3 separate regions of the Mus musculus genome follow, and all the other regions are linked to region 3. Evidence: chromatin contacts called from public promoter capture Hi-C data. All regions are on one chromosome and are shown on one strand. The core of a region is the stretch at or near the end of the contact, and the rest is flanking DNA. Distances in the headings are between cores, read along the strand shown.

What was found. Promoter capture Hi-C pulls out the DNA fragments that hold promoters and counts their contacts.
Region 1: a promoter capture Hi-C map of neural stem cells shows a contact between it and region 3. The contact joins the promoter of Fzd3 here to the enhancer-like site in region 3. A contact is called at or near these places in 13 of 39 promoter capture datasets (the 3T3-L1 cell line, the C10 cell line, cranial neural crest and 8 more), 1 of 484 Hi-C or Micro-C datasets (cortical neurons) and 2 of 9 other capture datasets (adipose tissue and macrophages).
Region 2: a contact with region 3 is called in a promoter capture Hi-C map of hippocampal neurons, with 2.7 times the contacts expected there. The contact joins the promoter of Clu here to the enhancer-like site in region 3. A contact is called at or near these places in 4 of 39 promoter capture datasets (the SN4741 cell line, hippocampal neurons, pre-B cells and 1 more), 1 of 484 Hi-C or Micro-C datasets (induced pluripotent stem cells) and 1 of 9 other capture datasets (adipose tissue).

What each region holds. Positions count from the first base shown.
Region 1 is chr14:65,261,083-65,263,799 of GRCm38.p6, reverse strand. Fzd3 (frizzled class receptor 3) reads left to right here and starts at 1,337. Exons shown (of 7, transcript NM_021458.2): 1 at 1,337-1,468.
Region 2 is chr14:65,967,120-65,969,886 of GRCm38.p6, reverse strand. Clu (clusterin) reads right to left here and starts at 1,404. Exons shown (of 9, transcript NM_013492.3): 1 at 1,199-1,404.
Region 3 is chr14:65,543,907-65,546,655 of GRCm38.p6, reverse strand. All of the region lies in intron 14 of Elp3 (elongator acetyltransferase complex subunit 3), which reads left to right. Among named protein-coding and RNA genes, the nearest start is that of Elp3, 48 kb to the left of the region's middle. Within about 2 kb of position 1,420, at least 20 of the 459 cell types and tissues checked have an H3K27ac peak or open chromatin away from gene starts, as enhancers often do. A contact at or near this core is called in cortical neurons, hippocampal neurons and neural stem cells, where this site is marked.

The DNA.
Region 1 (2,717 bases), core at 88-2,587, 280 kb after region 3:
AATGGCCCTAAGAATCAACATTATTGTCCTGAAAATGTTGCTGCACAAGTGCCAATAAGGAAAGTGGAAATTGCTATTTCAGATTTTGTTTATCACGCTGGCCTATCAAATTCTGTCAATTCTGATGTGAGACTGACCTGAGCACAAGACTTTTCAGCATTCACTAAATTACCTGAGAACCTTTTAAAAATTATATCTGACTCTGTCTCTTGTTATCTGTCTCTCTGTACACCTATGGGCCAGAGGTCAACTACAGGTGTGTTAGTCAGTTGCTCTCCACCTAGTTTTTTGAGACAAATCTTTCACTGGCCTGGGGATTCACCAAATGGGCTAGGCTGAGTGACTAGCTAGCCCCAGGACCCACCCTGGCTCCACCTCCCCAGCACTGGGACCACAAGTGCCTGCTATTAGGACTGATTTTGTTGTTGTTATTTTGTTGTTGTTGTTGTTTTGTGGGTTCTGGGGATGTAACTCAGGTTCTTCCGCTTGTATAGCAAATGTTTTACCAACAGAACTGTATCTTCAGCCCATATGTTCTCACCGTAGCCATTTATAAACATAAGGGTCAGTAGTGTCAAGTACAATCACTTGCAACAGGGCCAACGTTGCTGTATGTCCTGTGAGCTACCAAGAGAACCAAATGAAGCCATGGACTCTAAGTTGAAGATGGACAAAAAGAAAGATAGGTAAAACCCTGTAACAAAGAGAAACGCAATCACGATTAATTGAATACAGGCTCTTCCATTAAAATGCTGTGTGACTAAGTAAGACATCCAACCTTTCTGAGAGTTCTTCTCCCTGTTGGGAAAAAATAAAATTGTGTTTAGATGACCTCTAAAGAAATCTTTCAGCTCCTCAAGCCGTGCATATAGCAAAGGGAGTGGGGAGCCCTCTAAGCGGAAGATGAGGCATGTCACCAGCGAGCACAAGCTCCGTCTGTTTATAGTAAGGTCTCGGTGGAGAGGACGCGAAGTGTGCACCTGCTTCGCCGGTCAGAGTGCAGCGTTGCAACAGACCGGGTGTCCCTTGCTACCTGTGCGCGGCACTACCCTTCACCGTGAGTCCCCGAGGTCCGAGGTTGGCACACTGGCTTCCGCACTGGACCCGCACTGAGAACTTGGCTCAGGCGGACTTTGCAAGAAGGACTGGGCACATGTTGGATGAATGCCTCCAGCGCTGGGAACCACCAAACCGACGCGCGGCGCTCAAGACGTCACTATCACCTAGGACGCCAGGCTGAGAACAACGAAGCCGGTCAGCGCTGCACAGCCAGGAGCTGGATAGGAGGCTGACCGTAGCGCGCATGCGCGGCACGTGCGCGCGCACCTCCCTCCCCGGGCCGCGCGCCTCGACGCTCGCGAAGGCTCGGCGCGCCTGCGGTCCTCGGCCGCTCGGGGAACCTGAGGGACGCGCGGCTGCCTGCGGGGCCAGCGGCGCTGCCCGGGAGAGCCCGGAGGCCGGCGGTGAGGTGAGTCGTGCGGCCGACGTTTCCTCCGGGGCCGGGAGGGCGGGAGAGGAGCGTTGCGTGTGGAGAGCGCCGAGGCGCCTGCCCCAGCCCAGCCGCCCCTCGTCAGGCGGCGCTCGCTGCTCGCGTCGCGGCCGAACAAAAGCCCGAGGCCGGCGCTGCCGAGGCGGGCGCGGAGCTGCGGCTGGCGAGCGGCCCGGCCGGAGCCGGGTCGGAGTGGGCGGCGCGGAGTTCGGGGCCGCGGCCGCTCTAAGCGAGGATGCCCTGGGAAAGCGGCGGGGCCGGTACGTCCCGCCCGCGCCGGGCAACCTGTGCGAGTGTGGACGCGGCGGGTCCCCGCGCCGGTCGCCTGCGGGGAGCGAGGCCGGGCCCAGCCGGTTTCTGCGCTCGGCGCCGCGGGGGCGTGGGCGGGAGGACGATGCGCCGAGCTCCGGCGCCGCTGCTTCCCTGCAGCCCCCGGCCGACCCCTGACACCCAGCGCCCAAAAGTTGTCCCTTGCTGCCCATCAGTTTGCAAAGTCGGAGGCTCCCAGCGCCGCGCGCTCCCCAGGTACCCCCGCGGTGGGGACTCGGGGTCGGCAGATTTGCCCTGGGATGCGGCGTGAATTCCTAGCCTCTGGAATAAAGGCACTGAGATGCGGGTAACGTTAAGGTTGTAAACATCCCATAGGCTTTTCGCATCTTGGGACTCTTGGAGGTAGGGACTTCCTCAAGGGAAGAGGAGAGGGCTTTTTCATTTTTCTTTTCTCCTCCCTTTTCCTATTCTTTCCCTCTTGTGGGTAGAAAAAGAACAAAAGCACATGCCATTAATTAGGCAGAAGAGACTTAAAGTTGAAAAACGTCTCGAGAGGTCTGGGTTTTCGCCCAATGATAGAATCACAATTTTTAGCTCCCTTCTGAATTTCTCAGACTGCCGAACAGACGCACCAGCTTAAATCTCACGGTGGGAAAGTCCTTCAGTACATCCAGAATGTTTGTTGATGGGAATTGGGTTGCTTTGCAAAACCAGTACATGAGAGCAGGGAAACAAAGACCAGCTGGGCTTAAGGATGCCACCTCCCTTCTCAGCCTGCTTTGGTCCTCGGTGGTCTACTGGGCATAATGGGCTAGAAGAGGACTAGATAAATCTAGTTGTGTATTAAGAAGCGGGTACTCAAGTTGTGCATGATAATGGCTCATGCCTGTAATTTGAGTAATCGGAAACTAAAGCAAGAGAATCTCCGAAAGTTACAGGCCAGAATAGGCTGTGTAGT
Region 2 (2,767 bases), core at 155-2,654, 420 kb before region 3:
TCCTCTATTCAGTAAAGCTAAGAACAGACTCCCTCTAGGTCTGCTGGTAATATGGACTCCGGGTCAGAATCTGCTAGTCTCCCAAGTTTCCCGGCGCTGTGGTGTTGTTGTTCCAAGGACAACGCTGCTCAGTTCAGCCCGCTGCCTTCCCTCTACACTGACTTACTTCCTGTCTTCTTTTGGAGGCTGGCCTACTGCCTGGCTGCCAACTACCCTGGGTGCATCAGCCCCACCAGGGCCAAGGACCTCCTTATCTAGTAGGAAAACATAGCCTCTCCCATTGTGGCGTATTTTCTCCATTTTTTTCCAATGCATTTTTATAAACCATCCCTTCATAGGTCCTGTTTTTAAATATTTTTAAAAGTCACACATTTGCTGCTGCCTAATATTCCATTGATTGACTACCATTTGCAGTTTGTTTTACTATTCTCACAGGGTCGGGCACTAAATTGTATGATCCTGTTAAGAGAACTTGTATAGACTCTTGAATTCCTAACTTCTTCCTTTAAAAACAGCACCAGCACCATTTTTAAAACTGGGCCCAGAAATTCTGGAAAAGCCAAAGGGCTTCAGTTTCTTATTCATATAACGTTTGGAGGCTGAGCCTCTAATGGTCTCCAGGCCTCAGATTACCATCTATAAAGTGATCCGGTGGGATCAGACGTCTCGGCCTGGTGGAGCATTTCTCTAAAGAACTGGATGAATGCAGTCAGCTCAGCAAAACGGGTCTGGATGTCTGCAGCACGTCTTTAAATACACAACATCTTATTTATTATGCGCTGTCCCAGGAACTGAAAGGGAGGTCCAAATGCAATGACTCATGCCCAAAAGACAACAGCCACTACAGAGATCCGCACCTAGTCGCGGCGCTGAGCCACTCGCACCCCTGCGCCTCCCGCATCGTACGGCAGGCTTCAAGCCTCAGTTTCCCCATTTTTGCAAAAGGAAGATCTTTGTATGTGGCCTATTGAACAGCTGTGAAATTGTGATCCGGATTAAAGAACACGGAGACTCCCGTGTCTGAGCCAGCGTGCACCCCCTACCCAACCCCATGCTCGGCTGTCTGGTGATGGGGCTCTAGTCACCTCCCACTTCCCCACGGCTGCGCCAGCTTTCCACCTAGCTGCTACCCTTGCCCTCCCATCCCTGCCGGTGTGGCTTCAGCGGCGCTGGGGTAGGAAAGGTGCAGCTGTCTCACCGGTCTGCGGCTTGGCTCCAGTGCGCTCCTCCTGGTGACGCGGGTGGTGAGCACCGGGGAAGCGCCCTATTTATAGCGCTCTGCTCAAGTACACCCCCTTTGGGGCTGGCTGCAAACCTGCGTGACTCACGCCCAGAGAATGCCGGAGAATGCACCAGGAGCTTTCTGGAAGCCTAGAGGTGGGGGTAAGAGGCGCAGCACCCAGCGGGGGGCACCAGGGGGCGCATGGGCATCACAAATGACCGCATTGGTTGCTGTAGGGCCCCTAAATTGGTGGCTCTAATCCCTGAGAGCTACCAAAAACCTCTCAATCAGGCCCCAACAGAAGAGTCTTAGAGGACAAGGAATCCACACACTACACTGGCCTGCTTCCAGCCCAGAACTGGCACAGGATTCCACCGCCCGACGCCCACCTTATTGCATGTTCATCTTCCACATCCTTCCACATCGTTCACTCCTTTTCTTTGCTCCCATTTTAATGGGAGAGTAACAGAAACATAGAAGATGGCGTAGGCATTGTGCTAGGGAAGAGTATACACGAAGTACTTGGCTCCCTAAACGCTGCACTGGGCTGCTTGCTGGTCCCTTGGCAGACAGATGGAGGAAACAGAAGCGGGTTAAGAATGAGACAATGATACATCAGTAATCCCGAAGGCCTCTGCTGTCCCTGAATTCGTAAAGCCTAAGCATGGCTCCCACGCACTTGGGACCCAGTCAAGCAGGGTGGGCTTCACTGCCTCTGGACCTAGGACCCTCACACCTGTTTTCAAGTATACTACCCCATTTTCTTAGGTGATAGAGCCAATGGTAAGGTGTCTATGTTTCTGTAAATAACTGCTCACCGCATGCTCCTGTGGGCAACACTAATGAAATTTATGAGAGGAAGAGAGAGAGAAGAGATAATGGGAGGAAGAAGAGGACAAAGAGGACACGAAAGAGAAATGAAGGAGGGGAATATATATATATGACTATGCCATTCTTAAACTCATTATGTATAATTAATATATACTAATTCAATTTTTTAAACAAAAACTACTTTGTCCCAGACTTGGAACTCACACTGGTTTCTGAACAAGGAGCCTATGGTGGAAGTTCTCCGTGGAGCCCTGCTGCTGAGTAGCTGGGTCTGTGACCAGAGGTGCTGAGAGGCACCCTAGCTGCTTTTTGCTGAGAACAGGGACACCTGTTATGGGCATCTCTGGGAAGAAGGGACAACCTAGAAGCCCCCACCATGCTACTTCTCGGGGGAGAAGCTGAGCTTCCCACTCTGAACCCTGGAACATCCGTGTATCAAATCCCAGCACTCGGGAGGCAGAGGCAGGCGGATTTCTGAGTTCGAGGCCAGCCTGGTCTACAAAGTTAAGTTCCAGGACAGCCAGAGCTACACAGAGAAGCCCTGTCTCGAAAAACCGAGAGAGAGAGAGAGAGAGAGAGAGAGAGAGAGAGAGAGAGAGAGAGAGAGAGCCTGGCATCCCCCTCAAGCTGTCGAGGAACCAATGTAGGTAACACAGTTTGGGTGGCAGGCCTTGAAAACTATGTAAAAGAAACAGACTTGAAGGAGAAATGTGT
Region 3 (2,749 bases), core at 171-2,670:
ATACAAACTAATATAAAATGAGGCAGACACAGGAGCATTCATGAGGAAATGAAGACTAGAAGATGCATGTAAGCCCGAGTGTTTTAGAACTGAGAGTGGGAAGTCGTGGAAATACGCTAAGGGGAGACTGATAAAGTGGGGGTGACTTAGCAGGCCTGTTGGTTCCATCATTAGAGGTGAGGATGTTCTTCCCTCCAGCATGGGCTGAGAGCCTCTCATGGAGTCTTCCAGAGCTCTTCCTGAACCTGCTGTCTTCTCAGTTCCTCCAGCGTTTGCTAAGCCAACTACACAGACTTTTGTTTTCTGAATCCCAGAGACGCGTCCCCATGCTAATAACCAGCACATCTAAATGGTTGGAGAAGGAAACAAAGGGGAGGTTTGGGGGGAAGCAAGAACTGATCATTCACATTTTTCAGTGTGCTGTCCCTATAAGAAAAATTACTAATTACTGTGGGAAACCTAAGATGGCAGAACACAGAATCAAGATTTAGGATAGATTTGACCCCAGAATTTATTTTGTTTTCCTGTTTGACTACCACATCCCAAAAGCTTACTCGTGACCTAAGAATTTTTTTTTCTGAAAATTAAAGCTGAAATGAGGTTTAAAAAAAAAAATCAATAAGAAGTTGCCAGTCAATAAATCAATACTGGTGGCCAGGTCTTCATGATTACCATTACAGAGATATAGTCACACGGCTCACTTAATCATTTAGTCTGGCGTGGGTGTTTGATGTTACCCAGGTTGATAATCTATTTCTTAGCATGTCTAGCTTTTCTTATTTTTCTCCATTACTTTAGTCCCACAACAAAGTGCCTGGCTGAGACTACCTGGCCAGCCCTGATGAGCAATAAGAAAGGTTTCCCTCTTCCAGCTTATCCTGAAGTGGACCAGAAGTACCAGGGAAGGGCAGGCTGCTTCAGAAGGCCTTCTGCCTGTACATCTGGGTGGGGCTGATCCCCACAGAGCTTGCTAAAAGTCATTTTAGCACATCCTAGCTCTTTAGGTCTAGTTGCGGATGGAGAGCCCACAATTGCTAACCAGCCAGTGTGCTGCCTCTGATTGCCCTCAGACCATGGATGAGAAGCTAGACTTTAGTATTCTCCAGATGCCGTCCTTTCTTCCCAGCCATCAAGGTTGTAACTCTGGCCCATAGCCCTACACCCCCAGATGGCACTGAGTCATGTGACTTTCCAGTGTCTTTGAGAGCCTAATCAGGTTTCCATTTTCCATCACTGCCTTTCTGCCATCGTTTTCCCTCAGAAGTATCCACCCAAGGCCCCTGACTTGCCTGAGGTCAAATCTAATTGCACATAAGAGCCTCAGTCTGTTTTTCTCTGAGCAGGGTGTCTTTCTGAGTGGGAGTCAGTCAGCATCTGTCCTCACCAGCTTTTTATCATCATCTAAATGATAGCTCAATTTCATGTCATCTGCATGGTGAATTCCTAAAATAACAAGAAGTGACTTACTTAGAGAAGCAGGCAAGGGAACCTTTCTGTCAGCTGCAATGCTGGGTCTCCTCCCCTGGCACCCTGCAGAGGGTTCTTCTCCAGCTAGAATGGGTTTCTATAGGAACAGCCCTGAAGGGAGTTCTTTGAGAGAAAAGTTGGCGAGCATCGTTGGCTGTCCTCTGGTCTGGGAGCCACTCCATTGTGTAAAGAAAGCTTCATATAGATTCCTTGACTTCCTCTTTGGCCCTGACCAGCCTTCCTGAGGAAACATTGGACACATTTGCTATGTGGCAAGTGCATCTTCTTCTCTTAGTCCTGTATCCCTGATCTGAGAAATCTGTTGTTCAGAACTTAGAGGATAGCAAGTGTTTGTTATTGTGCTGTGTTGTTGATGTTGCTTTCTCCTTCCACTTGTTCACCTTGGCTTTGGATTTTCTAAATCTGCTGCTGCTGCTGCTGCTGGTGTGCGTGTGTTTCCATAGATGATCCTTTAATTTCTTCAATAATTACTTCCATCCTCGTTCTCAGTGAGGCATTTGATGATGAAATTGGTGATGCTAAAGTTTTCATAAGCAGTTGATCCCAGTCATCGATCATGGATACATAACTTTGGCCACAGCTGACACCTTTCTCTGACGTTGTTCTCAGCTCATAACTCTGTGCTCTCTATGAGTTGTGGCTTTTTTTCTAAGTCACACGCAGTGGTGGCATGGCTTCCTGACTTGGCACGATTCGTGAGGACAGGAGAGACAGGACCATTTATCATTTTGTTGGCCTGGCTGTAAGTAACGCATTTATGTAGAGCTTGGAAAATTCTGCTCTGGTTCATTCCAGCTTCTCCTCATCCTGGCAGCAGGTTCCCTGCTACTCAGATTTATGATCGGGGCTCTACCTCTAGACAGTATTATTGACGTCACTGTAGATCAGAGAGGTGCTGTATATTCTCATTTTCCCTATTTAAAAACATTGCTTTCATCTGTTACCTCCATGTATTTATTAAAAAGTATACACATGTGCCTGATGAATCAGCCTACGGCTAAAGCTGGAGGAGAAAAACTGAAACTGCTTTAAGCAGTCGGTCAGATGAAATACTTAGTAAGAGGCATTCAAGTTCACTCACTTTAAAGTGTATAATTGGCTTAGTAAACAGTTTTAAAGTTAACTGTCATCTTTAAGTGTGAAAATTATTTAAAAGCAAAAATTAAATATTGTTTCATTGCCATCAGAATCACTAGGTGTGTTGAGGGGAACAATAAAAATATAATCTCCACGCTCTGAAGCCTGAACCAGGAGGATTGCT